Linked DNA regions of Ovis aries: region 1 is linked to region 2. The links are chromatin contacts, called in public Hi-C maps. All regions are on one chromosome and are shown on one strand. The core of a region is the stretch at or near the end of the contact, and the rest is flanking DNA. Distances in the headings are between cores, read along the strand shown. Region 1 holds the start of RAP2A (RAP2A, member of RAS oncogene family). Region 2 overlaps MBNL2 (muscleblind like splicing regulator 2).

Region 1 (6,521 bases), core at 3,614-6,113, 97 kb before region 2:
CTATGACTACTCTTTTTCCAGTAGTCATGTATGGATGTGAGAGTTGGACTATAAAGAAAGCGGAGCACTGAAGAATTGATGCTTTTGAACTGTGGTGTTGGAGAAGACTCTTTTGAGTCCCTTGGACTGCAAGGAGATCCAACCAGTCCATCCTAAAGGAAGTCAGTCCTGAATATTCATTGGAAGGACTGATGCTGAAGCTGAAACTCCAATACTTTGGCCATTTGATGCAAAGAACTGACTCATTAGAAGAGACCCTAATGCTGGGAAAGAATGAACTCAAGAGGAAAAGGGGGCAACAGAGGATGAGATGGTTGGATGGCATCACTGACGCAATGGATATGAGTTTGAGCAGCCTCCAGGTGATGGACAGGGAGGCCTGGTGTGCTCCAGTCCATGGGGTTGCAAAGAGTTGGACACAACTGAGCAACTAAACTGAACTGAGAGACACTTTTATATTTTCTAGAAGCAACACTCAATACAAGAACAATCCAGCGACACGTTCCATTTCACTATTGCCCACGAATAGATGGTACAGTAAAAGTTACATGTTCATTCTGTGGCCTTTTCCTGCAAGATCCTTAATAAGCGAAAATATTTTAAAAGAATACCAACAAAATTTTTCCAAGGATTGTTTTCATCACTATCACTTTTTTAGTATCATCTTGGGCTTCCCTGATTCCCTGAGAATCTGTCTGCAATGGCAGGAGACCCGGGTTCAATCCCTGGGTCAGGTTGATTCCCCTGGAGAAGGGAATAGCTCCCCACTCCAGTATTCTTGTCTGGGGATCCCATGGATAGAGGAGCCTTGGGGGCTCCAATCTATGGGGACGCAGAGTCAGACATAACTGAGTGACTAACACTTTACTGGTCTATACTAGGTAATGAATTTCAAAATGCAGCCACAAATTTATTTCCTTTAAAATAACATTTAAGCAGACAAGGAGACAAAGTTAAATAACAGCTGGCATTTTTATGTTCAAGGTATTGCGCTGGATACCTTAAAATGTATTACCTCATTTAATACTAACAAAGACTCTGAGAGGTGCATGCACGTGTGTGCGTTAGTCGCTTAGTGGTGTCCAGCTCTTTGAGACCCCATGGGCTGTAGCCTACCAGGCTCCTCTGTCCATGGGATTCTCCAGGCAGAAATACTGGAGTGGGTTGCCATTTCCTTCTCCAGGGGATCTTCCTGACCCAGGGATCAAACCTGGGTCTCCAGCACTGCAGGCAGATTCTTTGAGAGGTGCGTGCCATACTCTTAATTCACAACATGGAAGCTGGAGCTTAGAGAAGCAAGTGTTTTCCCAAAATATTTACACCTTAGACCTGCACGGTCCCATATGTTAGCCTGGAGCCAGGTGTGGCTGCCGAGCAACTGAAATACAGCAATAATACTGTATAAACACTGAAATGTGCAGTAAGTATAAACAGAACCCCGAGTTTTGAAAATTTAGTATGCAAAAGAAAATGATGAAAATACCTCAATTCCTGAATACTGATTAGATGTTGAAATGACAATATTTTAGAGTGGGTTAAATAAAATTTATTATTAAAATTAATTTTACCTGTTTCACATTAAAAAAAAATTCAGCTACTAGACATTTCAAAACTACACATGTGGCCCACAATTACATTTGAATTGAATAGTATTGCCGTAGACGAAAGGCTCCATAATTGAATTTGTCAGTAAATGCCAAGTTCAAAGGCAGCCTGGTGTAGAGGAAGAGAAGAGTACATGGATTCATGCAGATTTGGTTTAAATATCCCCTCCACCAGTGACTAGTTTTTGGCCAAAAATATCAACCCTCTCTACATTTCACTTATGTCATCAGCATTATGGTGATATTAAACATCCTCAAACAACTGTTGTATGTAATATGTAAAGCAGACTGGCAGAGGGGAAACTGGCAGAGGGGAAAGAACAACTACAAATACCTCCTACAGCAACTGCTTAAAAATTGATCCTCAAAAATAATAGAAAATGCACTTATTTGAAAATCACATTTTACTCTTTAAGTGGGAAAAGTTAAAGAATCAAAACACTGAATGCCTGCTCTCGTATAATAAATGCATAACAGATACTGTATTATAATATACATAAAATACACAGATTCTTTCTTTCAATATTGTTTAAAATATGCTATAGGCTGGGAGGCCAGATAATGAGGTTAGGGTGAGGTAAAAAAAATATCAGGACAGATAGGCCCAAGTGGTTCTTACAGACAATTATCTTGAGCTTATGAACTCCACATCAGCTGATTTTTTTTTCAACCTTTTACATCAGGAACTAACACGAGTGAGTAAAATGACATCAGGGCAAGTAGAGTTTTACTTTTTTTCTTCCTGGGTCATACTGCAAACAAATAAATTGCTCCAGTACACTAAGTTCAGACTAACTCATTATTGGTGATCTCAAATATACCAAGAGAAACTACAAAATCCTGTGAACTATACTATCCAATGACATTTTGCCCTATTCTATCCCCTAGGCTCCTGTCAAGAAGTTTGCACTGGGCATGTGACTTTATCAATGTATGTATTATCTGTATATATGTAAATGCAAAGAGTGGAGCAGTTGGGGCATTTACTTTAATGTGATATATGTATACAGCCTAAGATTGACATGTGACAATGTGTTTGATTGCCCTGTTCTCTAGGGATTTTTTGTTGTTGTTAACAGACCAGGGGAAGTGTTAAAGATTTGAGCCTCTTAATATCATATACTTTAACACCCAAAGTATTCCTATGTTAACTATAGCAATTAACTTTAAGAAAATGATACTGAAGAAGTAAAAAAAAAGCTATCAGATTCACAGATCTTAGAACATCATCAGAGACCATAAAAATATTCACTTTATTCTAGTTTGAAATTTAATGGAAGAAGTAATATACAAAATTTTAATTTACCTATTAAAGTGCATATTCAATGAGTTAAAGGTCAGGGAGCACTTCAGGAGAGGGCTTCCCCTTTGATCTCATATGTGGCATCAAAAATCTGCTTCTTGTAATGAATTTTTGAACAACCCCTGAGGGCACATGACTTGGTATTTGCTCTTTCAAAATGAGTTGATTCAACTTGGCTAAAAATGAGATTACGTCTACAGTACACTTACAGCTAGCTTTCAGCCAATGTCTATTAATTTAGGGTTATAGGTAGAATTGGGTAAGAAAAACAAAATTACACTAGATCAAAATTATTAGCAATTATTAATAATAAGAATCAGACAAACCAGTAATGTGCACTTAACCAGTAATTAGGAAAATTTGCCAAAACTCGGAACTGAGACATTGCATTTCTGATTCTTGAAATTATAGGAAAAAATATAATCAATTTAAGAGAATACAAATATTATAAGCCATTTAAGCTACCAGCCATATTTTCAAAATGCACAGTTTAGAGTAAAAGAGTTCCTATCAGGAAAGTGCTTATTTATTTCCATTAACTTTACATTAGCTAATATTTGAGTCACACCTTTGAAGAAACTTGCTTTATTTTCAGGAATGTCTCCCCCTCCCCCCTTTTCTTTCTTTCTTTTTTGTTTTTGAGAGGAATAAGGCAGCTAGACTAAAAAAAGAAGAAAAAAGTTGTCACATTCTTTAACCGGAGTGGTATATTTGTGCTTCTATATACTAGAATATACTCTATCGATTCCACTGAGCCAAGTCTTCAAATAATATGATAATCTGTCTTTCAAGTTTCATCTTAATTGCAGAGTTCATTTTTGTTCAAACGCCCTGGCACCATTCAGTCTTCTATGAAATGAGAAAGGTCTTTTTCGTTCGGACTTGACATGTTTACCACGTATGTGTGAGCAATTTTTGCTGTCATCTAACTGCAAAGGTCTTTTTATTGTTGTTGAATCTGAAAATGTCTCCACTATACTTGCACAGCTGCCCTCTTCCCAGCAGAAACCAACCCGCCCCTCTCCCCTCTGCGAGTTTTAAACTTTCTTTGCTTTGGGGGTTCTGCACAAGCGCTACTAGTAACAACCAAGAGACAAAGAGCTGTGCTTGTGGGATGCCAAATTTGAGTTGTGAAACAAAGCACTCAAATTTGAGATTCAAGAGGATGAGGATGATGCTGGTAAAAAAAAAAAATTATGATAAAGCGTTATGATCCTAGAGCCGTCTCGCTAGACAGCTCCTCCAGCCCACGGCCACGCCAGAGCACGCGGGAGGGAGTTCTGATCCCCGAACAGGAGGGCTCGCGGGGCCCCCACCGGCGAAGCCCCCTGCCCGCGCCCCCGGCCCTCTCACCGCTTTACTCGGATGATCTGGTCCCGCATGGGCTTGATGTCCTGGAAGCTCTGCTGGTTGACGAGGCTGTAGACGAGGATGAAGCCCTGGCCGTTCTTGATGTACAGGTCCCGCATGGACGCGAACTGCTCGGTGCCCGCCGTGTCCAGGATCTCCAGCACCGACGGCGACGAGTCCACCTCGATCTCCTTGCGGTAGAAGTCCTCGATGGTGGGGTCGTATTTCTCGATGAAGGTGCCGGTCACGAACTGCACGGTCAGGGCGGATTTGCCGACCCCGCCCGAGCCCAGCACCACCACTTTGTACTCGCGCATCGTCCCTCCGCGGCCGCCGCCGCCGCCGCCGCCCGCGACATAGACCTACGCCCGCCTAGCTGCGCGCCCGGACCCTGCGCCGGCGGCCGACCCCGCCGACTCCCGCTGCCGCCCCCACCTCACGGCCGCCGCGGTCCCCCGGGCGCCGGCGGAGGTAAGCGCAGCCCTGGGCATAGGGGCCGAGCCAGGTTGCAAAGCGGCCCCGCGGGCGCCGGCAGGCACTGAAGGCGAGCGGGGAGCGGGAGCTAAGGAGCCGCCCGAGCCGCCTGAACCGCGGGCCCGCAGTGCCGCCCGCCCGGCCGCCCCGCCCCTCGCGCCTCCACGCCCAGCTCCCCTCCCGCCGCCGCCGCGGCTGCTGCTCTTCCCGGCGGCGGAGCGCGCTCCCGAGTCCGAGCCGCAGCGCTGCCGGGGGGCGGGGCCTGGAGGCCCGGGGGGCGGGGCCCTGAGGCGCAGCCCCGCCCCTGCGCCCCCGTCGCCTAGGCGACCGGGCGCGCGCGCGCTCCCGGGAGGCTCTGCGCCGCGCGGAATCCTCGGCTGGCGGCTTAGATAAACAACCACCTGGGCCACCCGACAACACCCCAGTCCGTCAAACCCAGTGGGTAGGGGGCATATTGAACATGCGCAGTTCTCCACCCGGCGACGGGAGCTGTTTCTACCTGAACACGCCAAGTTCAAGACTTTGGCGGAGACAGGCTGTTGGAGGGGCCAGAGCAGTCTCCGAGATTTAACCTGAGGAGGGGAGTGAGAAGAGAGACACCGGCAGGGCCCAAACGGCGACCCTGGCACGAGGGCCTGGCTGGACACCACCCGGTCCGTCAGCATTCCTGAGGGATTTGTTTTTATAAAGATAACGAGAAAGCTGTTTGTTTTAGGGAGAAGCAGGCACACCACGAAAGGAAGCTTTTATTTTACGCCTCAGGACACTCAGGGAGACGCGAGAGGCCCCAGGGAACTTACTGCCCAAGGCAGTGAGGCCGCGGTAGCCGGGGCCCACGCCCGGTGACGTCGCTGGGGGTCCCGCCCACCTCCCCCAGCCCCGCCCTTTTCTTGGCCTGAGAGAAAGTCCAGCTCTTCCCACGCCCTGTCACCACAGGCGCTTGGAAAATCGGGAGAGCGGAGACCTCGGCCACAGCCCCAAAGCCCAGGGACACCTCTTAGCAACAGCCACCCGGGACAACCTAGTCGGGAGCTAGGGGTCCATCTCAGCCAACCAGCCCACCTCTGTGGACCCCGTGGTGCCACTCTCGGCCAATGGAGAGCCACCTTTTACCACGTGATGCCATCCACCAGCCAATGGGGGGAGTCCAGTTGCAGGCTCCGCCCTCCCATCGCTAACGGCTTGGCTGAGCGTGCTCTGCCAGCCAATGGTAGGTGAGCTCACGCATGACGGAGACTTGCTCTGAGCCAATCAGAAATCGCGATTCTCCTGCCTACACAGACTGGTAGTATGGAGAGAGGGGCGAGCTGGTGGGGCTTGGGCGGGGTCATTGATTGAGGTGGCGGTCGCAGCACCCTATTCTGGCGAAGGAACGAGTTGAATTGCAAGCGAGAGTGATGAATTTCGCTTTAATGTCGTCTCCGTGGCATTCTGCCTAAATGAGGCACACAGAAATAGTGCTGAGGGATGCGGGCTAAATCGTGGGATGAATCGAGAGAACAGTATCTTGTTTATAGGGTGAGAAATTTTCTAGTCGTTAGGGAGACGTACTGCAGTAGCTGCATGGGTTCTCCAGGTGTGCCTCCTAAAATATTTTTAGCAACTCACTTTTGCCACTTACTGTTCTCCTAATTACACATTCTCTCCCATCCATAAAGTCAAATTTAGGAGAACTTAGGTCCCTAAGTATTCCTGGATTGTATTTTGCAATAACTGGTTATTGGGTTTACCGTTCTTAAACTATGTCCTTCTGTAACCGGTCTACACCCATCCATTACTAGTATACGTTT
Region 2 (5,779 bases), core at 2,828-5,327:
CGGGGATGCGGGGACTAGAAATAAAGTGGAAAGGACTGTAGGGAGAGAAAAGGTTTAGAATGGCCAATGTTTCGGAAGGCAGTCTGGATAGAGGCCATCACAGAGGAAATCATCGTTCTACAGGCAGAACTGTGAACATCTGAAAAAACCAACAAGATTCAGAACAAGAAAGCTTTGAATATTCTTTACTCCAGCGTCAGTTTGCCATGATGTAACTTTCATGACATCACTTTTATTTAAGATCTTTCATTCCAACATATTTTTACATTGCTAGATAATAAAAAAAATTGTTTTTGCTTACATTAGCCTATACTAACTACATAAGGCTACATAGCCTGTTCTCATAGAGTGCACTAACAACATTAACTGGATTAAACAAAGTGAACACGTCAGCCACTCAGTCGTGTTGGGCTCTTCGACCCCACAGACTAGCCCACCAGGCTCCTCTGTCCATGGGGTTCTCTGGATAAGAATATTGGAGTGGGTTGACCATTCCCTTCTCCAGGGGGTCTTCCCAATTCAGGGATCAAACCTGGGTCTCCCACATTGCAGGCAGATTCTTTACTGTCTGAGCCACAGGGAAGCTTATTAACTGGATGGTTAAACTCAAAATCATTTTGGCCTGGACTTTCTGGGATTCCATTCTTCCCTTCCCTTTTTCAGTCCTTGGGAGATAAAGAACACACCTACTCTTGGGTTGATCTTTTCTGATATGCTAACTAGGAGAGTGATTATGTCTCTAAAGCCTGGTGCTTATGAACAAAATTTTCAACAAAAGATCATTTAGCGAAGTCTCCGAGTAGAAAAAGAGATATTAAGTATTTCTCCCTAAGATAAGCACCTGAAAGGTTTATGTTCTCTTTTTTCCAAACCTCATTTGATGAATGTAATTTCCACAGAAATTATAATAAACTAGGAATTTAAAGAAGCTGAGAGCTCTAAAGTGAGCTAGACACTGACAGCATCTCTCTTTCTACCACTCACTTGGGTTTCTTTACTAGATGCAAATATCTTGTCTTTTCAAGGAAACACACAGCTCCTGGAGTGGACATATAAATATCTTGCATGTCTCACGCTTTGAGGAACACGTGTGGAATGTATTTTAAAAACTGTATGGGTGAATAATCACGTTATAATGTGCCTTTGTAGTACCCAGATGTTCTGTTTTAGAGGATATTATGTGACTGCAGCCATATGTTTACCTATATTGAAAGACCTTCAGGATTAGAGCAGACCTCAGAGATCCCCAAGGCCAGTGAACTTTGGGAGCTTCCTTAGGCACCTACGCAGAGAACCAGATTCTCTTTAATTGAGCTCCTACTATGTGCCAGATACTGAGCATCCATTCCAGCTGGCCTCACCAACATTTCTGATCCTCTGTCCCCTCCCCGAGCCTTCTCTATAGTGTGTGTGCATGTAGCCAGGCGTTTCATTTTCTGGATCAAGGAGCAAGCCAACTTCAAGGCAAGTGAACCAACTGCCCGGCCTTAGAGGTAAAGACCAAACCTGAGGAGTCAAGAATCGTGGACGACAGTAACCAGAGCTGCCACTTCAATGCAGAAGAAAGGGATATGGACAAGTAGGATGGAATTCAAAGTTCCTGAACATGTTTTCATGACTAGCTGATGGCAGCTGCTCTTGTTTCTTTTTACAAAATAAGTATCTTCTGGTGCAGCCCAATTTTGGTGCGTGTGTGTGAAGAAAGACTGTTGTCTTGAAGACCAGATACCCTTTGTGTTAAAATTACCAGAGAGAAGCTCTGATTTATTTTCACATTTGAAAAATTCTGGTGGGGATGATGCCCATGTTTTAAGAGCTATTGTACAAGTATAAGGCTGTAAAGGAAAGAGATGCCTCTTTCTCTGGACTCAAAGTTTGAATTCATTTTCAGGGTCCAATTAATCAAAAGAAGCAGAAATTCCTGGATAACAATAAAAACTACACTACAGTAATTCTTGGAGCTCAGGCATGAAACCCAGGTGAATGGGATACTAACATCTTCTGGCTGCAATCATCACACCCATTCATTCTCTTAAAGAAATAAAACAATCGTTTTTCCTTCATGGTGCTGAGTAATCTTGTTACTAGAGTAAGAAGACTTTGACTTCATCGAACTGCAACTGGTTTCAAATGAGCCTCTCACTTTCAAAAGACACTGTAGATTCAGTAACTTTCATGTCATCGTCAGAAAGAACCTGATGCTTTTGTTCTGAAACTACATTCCTTTGGGTTGTCTTTGAGGATGCTGCAAGACCACCTGAAATATCAGAACTCCAAATCCAGCACAGTGTAACAATGGAGGAAACTATGGCAACTAAACACGCTGACATCCACTCTAACAACCTTTGTGCATTTTGATGAGAAGGATTTGCAACTGCACCGAAGAAGGGCACGTAGACTCACAATTTAAAGAAATCGGGCTGTGTGTATACATGTAATGGCCATTTCTTCTCTTATCTCCATCAACCCAGGTCATCTACCATTGACTTATTCTAGGTACACTGCTCCTTCAATGATTCAAGAACTTATTGATTATGTAGATGTTAGGACTGCTACTTCTAAGTAGTGTGTCTTGGGTTAGTCGCTCTCTTGTATCTGACTCTTTGCAACCCCACAGACTGTAGTCAGCCAGGCTCCTGTGTCTATGGAATTCTCCAGGCAAGAATATTGGGGTGGCTTACCATTCCCTTCTCCAGGGGATCTTCCCCACCCAGGGATCAAACCCAGATCTCCTGCTTTGCAGGCAGATTCTTTACCCCCTGAGCCACCAGGGAAATCCACTTCTAGGTAACAGGCAGATAAATCAAGGCTCAGATAACTCAGATAAATTCAGGGCTCAGCGCCAAAGGTTACTATTAGTACCAGTGGTTTGTTGTATTTAACAGGTATCTAAGGAATAAGGACTGATTTTTTTCGTAGTTCCATAGCTAGACCCCGTGATGCATTTCCATCACGTCATGGAGGACCGTTATCCCTGTCACTTACTAAACTCCAAGCTCCCGAGGACGAGGAAAACTGCCTAATTTATTTATTCCATCCAGCAAGTGCCCGATGAGCGCCAGGTCTCATGGATTATCCAGTGTCTATCACACATTAAAACACACTGACGTCAAGCCAGAGATCTCACACCACAACAGATTAATTACAATCCAGTGCGGGTGGTGCTCAATTTTTGTAACACAACGGACTCACGAGGAGCTGGAAAAGAAAAGGCGCATGCCCAGGCCACACCCAAACCAATTAAATAAGAAACTTGGGGGAAGTGACTGCCCTTAGAAACTTTCACGTGCCCTCAGGTAATCCCAGACTACAGAAGCCTGGCTAGTGCAGTCCACGGGGTTGCAAAGAGTCGGACTTGATTTAGCGACCAAACAACAACAACGTGTTCTAGGCAGGTGCTTCTCAAACGTTACTGTGTATACAATCCACCTGGGGATGTTGGGAAATTTAAATCCTGATCCCAAAGGTCTGGGCGGGGGGGGGGGGGGGGGAGAAGTGGGGCTGAGTCGAGCTGTAACAGGCTCCCGAGGGTGCTGGGGAGGCCTGTGTCTTTAACGCAGGGGACTTGGGGCTACCTTCCAGGCCTTTTATTATTATTCTTATTTTTCAAAACACCATCCATACAGCTCCATCTTCATCTGTTTCATGACTTTATGTTCTGCATAAATTTTCTTTCAGGGAGAGAGGGAGTTTGCAGCATGGCCTTTGTAATAAGTAACAAGAAGTGGGGAGCAAAAAAATGGGGGCAGTGGCTCCCGGCCCGGGTGCATCCTCCGCCCGGTTCTCCTCTCTCCCCGGCTCCAGGCCGCCTCCCTGGTCCTTCCAGCCCGGTCCCGCCCGCGTCCGCGCTCCGAGAGGCGCTCTGGGCTTGGGGAGGGGCCCTCGCACCCGCCCCTGGCTTCCCTGCGCCCGCCTGAGGGATTTACTTATTGTGCTGCGAAGGGAAGGAGGGAGGAACGGAACAAAACGAAAACGAAACGGGCGGGGCGGGGGAACCACGACAGGACGGAGGCAGCGGAGCAGCGGGAGCGCCAGCCGGCCCCACTCCCGGCGGCGAGGCGCGCGTGCGCGTGCCCGCGCGGAAGGCGCGGCTCCGGGCGCGCGGGCTTCGGGGAAGGTGCGCGGCGCGCGCGCCCCACTTACCATGACTGTGGCCGCGGCCGCGGCTGCCTGGGCGGCCACCGCGGCCTGGTTGGCTTGGTGCTGCGCAGCTTTGATTTTGGCCTGCAAGTGTGCAGGAGGGTGAAAATATTTGCATTTCTCCCTCATGCAACGCCCCTTTATGTAATCCATACAAACGGTTACGGTGTTGTCGTTTGTGTCGACCATGGTGCTGTCGGCGGGGTGTGCAAAGCGGCAGTCGGTCTCTCCCCGGGCACAGTTTCCTCGCTGGAACTCCCTGCAGACCTAGGACACGGGGCGGGGGGGGGAGAAGAGCATACGATGCAGTAAAAAAAAAAAAAAAAGAAGAAGAAGATGCTTTCCCTTTCTTTGCATGCTGGCTTTTTTGCCGTTTACAATCAACCCAAGTCACTGGAATCCCGGGCAAACTATGATCACTTCAGTTTTGCTTCGCCCTGTTTGCTGGGGTGAGAATCTGTATTGAGCTAGGAAGTAAAAATCTACACTTTAGCTAAGATAACAAAAATCAACAAGGCCCCCATTGTTCTTGGGTTTTATTTATTTATATTTATTTGTTGACTTTTATAGAGAAGGGAAGGAAGGAAAGAAAATATGTTATATATATACTAATTCAGAGATTTTATATATATACACACACATATATATGTATAAAATCTGGTCTTCTGTATATAACTACGTCTCCTTCTACCATGACAACTCTGGGAAGTCGTGGGGTTTTTTGCATGGAGGGATTATTTCACCAAGGATCCAGCTACAATATCATAGCGGCACAATTCCAAAAAGAATTAAGCAGAAGTGACCAACTTGTTTCTTCTCCCTGAGGACAGGAAGTGGGGGGCAGGGTGAGTGTGAATACTCCCGTTTTCCCCTAAATCTCTCCTGCTCTACAAGATAAAGTGGGCTTCTAATCATAGATTAGAACAACTATGATACCCAAGACACCAAAACTTTCATTTAAATCACAATATTATTTTTTACAATAAAGAAAAGATAAAAAGGAGAGAAATATGGGAAGAGATAAAGCAGGGGCCTGGGGGAAGGAAGTAGGATAGATTTTGGAGTGTTGATGTATTGTTTCTTTTTCTTATTCTTCAGTCCTTAATTATCCTGAAATCTCTAGTAACTAAAATGCTCCATCCTCTGAGAATTCCCATGGATCAAGAGTTAACTGTATAAAGAAAATTTTCCTTGGAATTTAAAGAGTATTCTTAATCTTGCCCTAAATATCAATAATATGAAATAACACAAATAAGAAGCATATAACAGTTATAAATATCTGTATCAGAGAAAAATTATTAGTGAAATGGTAATTTCTTTTCTTAGGCTCTACATCCAGTGTTGATGTGCTTAAGTGGCGGTTCACATCTTGATCACTAGTGACTTATAGGAAGGGTCACTGGCATGACACTGGGAACCTTGTGACAGTCTTAGGTACTTGGGAAATACAGTTTCGCTGATCAGTGGCCAGGCAAGTTTGAAGGCCAAGCAGATACATCACAAAATTATTAATTGCTTCCTTCTACTTTGTATATTGTCCAACATTCCATCGTTAGCTCATAAAACGTACAAAAGAAAAATTACTAAGCTGTACCCACAGATTGTGAGTAAGCCTCCCCTTATAAGTGGAATGACTCGA

What was found. Hi-C and Micro-C count contacts between places; a contact is called where the count stands out from the background.
Region 1: a Hi-C map of hypothalamus shows a contact between it and region 2, with 2.4 times the contacts expected there. The contact joins the promoter of RAP2A here to the enhancer-like site in region 2. A contact is called at or near these places in 2 of 16 Hi-C or Micro-C datasets (hypothalamus and tail adipose tissue).

The regions. Positions count from the first base shown.
Region 1 is chr10:73,975,286-73,981,806 of ARS-UI_Ramb_v3.0, reverse strand. It overlaps RAP2A (RAP2A, member of RAS oncogene family), which reads right to left and starts at 4,863. Exons shown (of 2, transcript XM_027973728.3): 1 at 4,261-4,863. The coding sequence starts at 4,574.
Region 2 is chr10:73,877,994-73,883,772 of ARS-UI_Ramb_v3.0, reverse strand. MBNL2 (muscleblind like splicing regulator 2) reads right to left here. Exons shown (of 8, transcript XM_060394207.1): 5 at 4,144-4,407. Among named protein-coding and RNA genes, the nearest start is that of RAP2A, 96 kb to the left of the region's middle. Within about 2 kb of position 4,077, at least 33 of the 54 cell types and tissues checked have an H3K27ac peak or open chromatin away from gene starts, as enhancers often do. A contact at or near this core is called in hypothalamus, where this site is marked.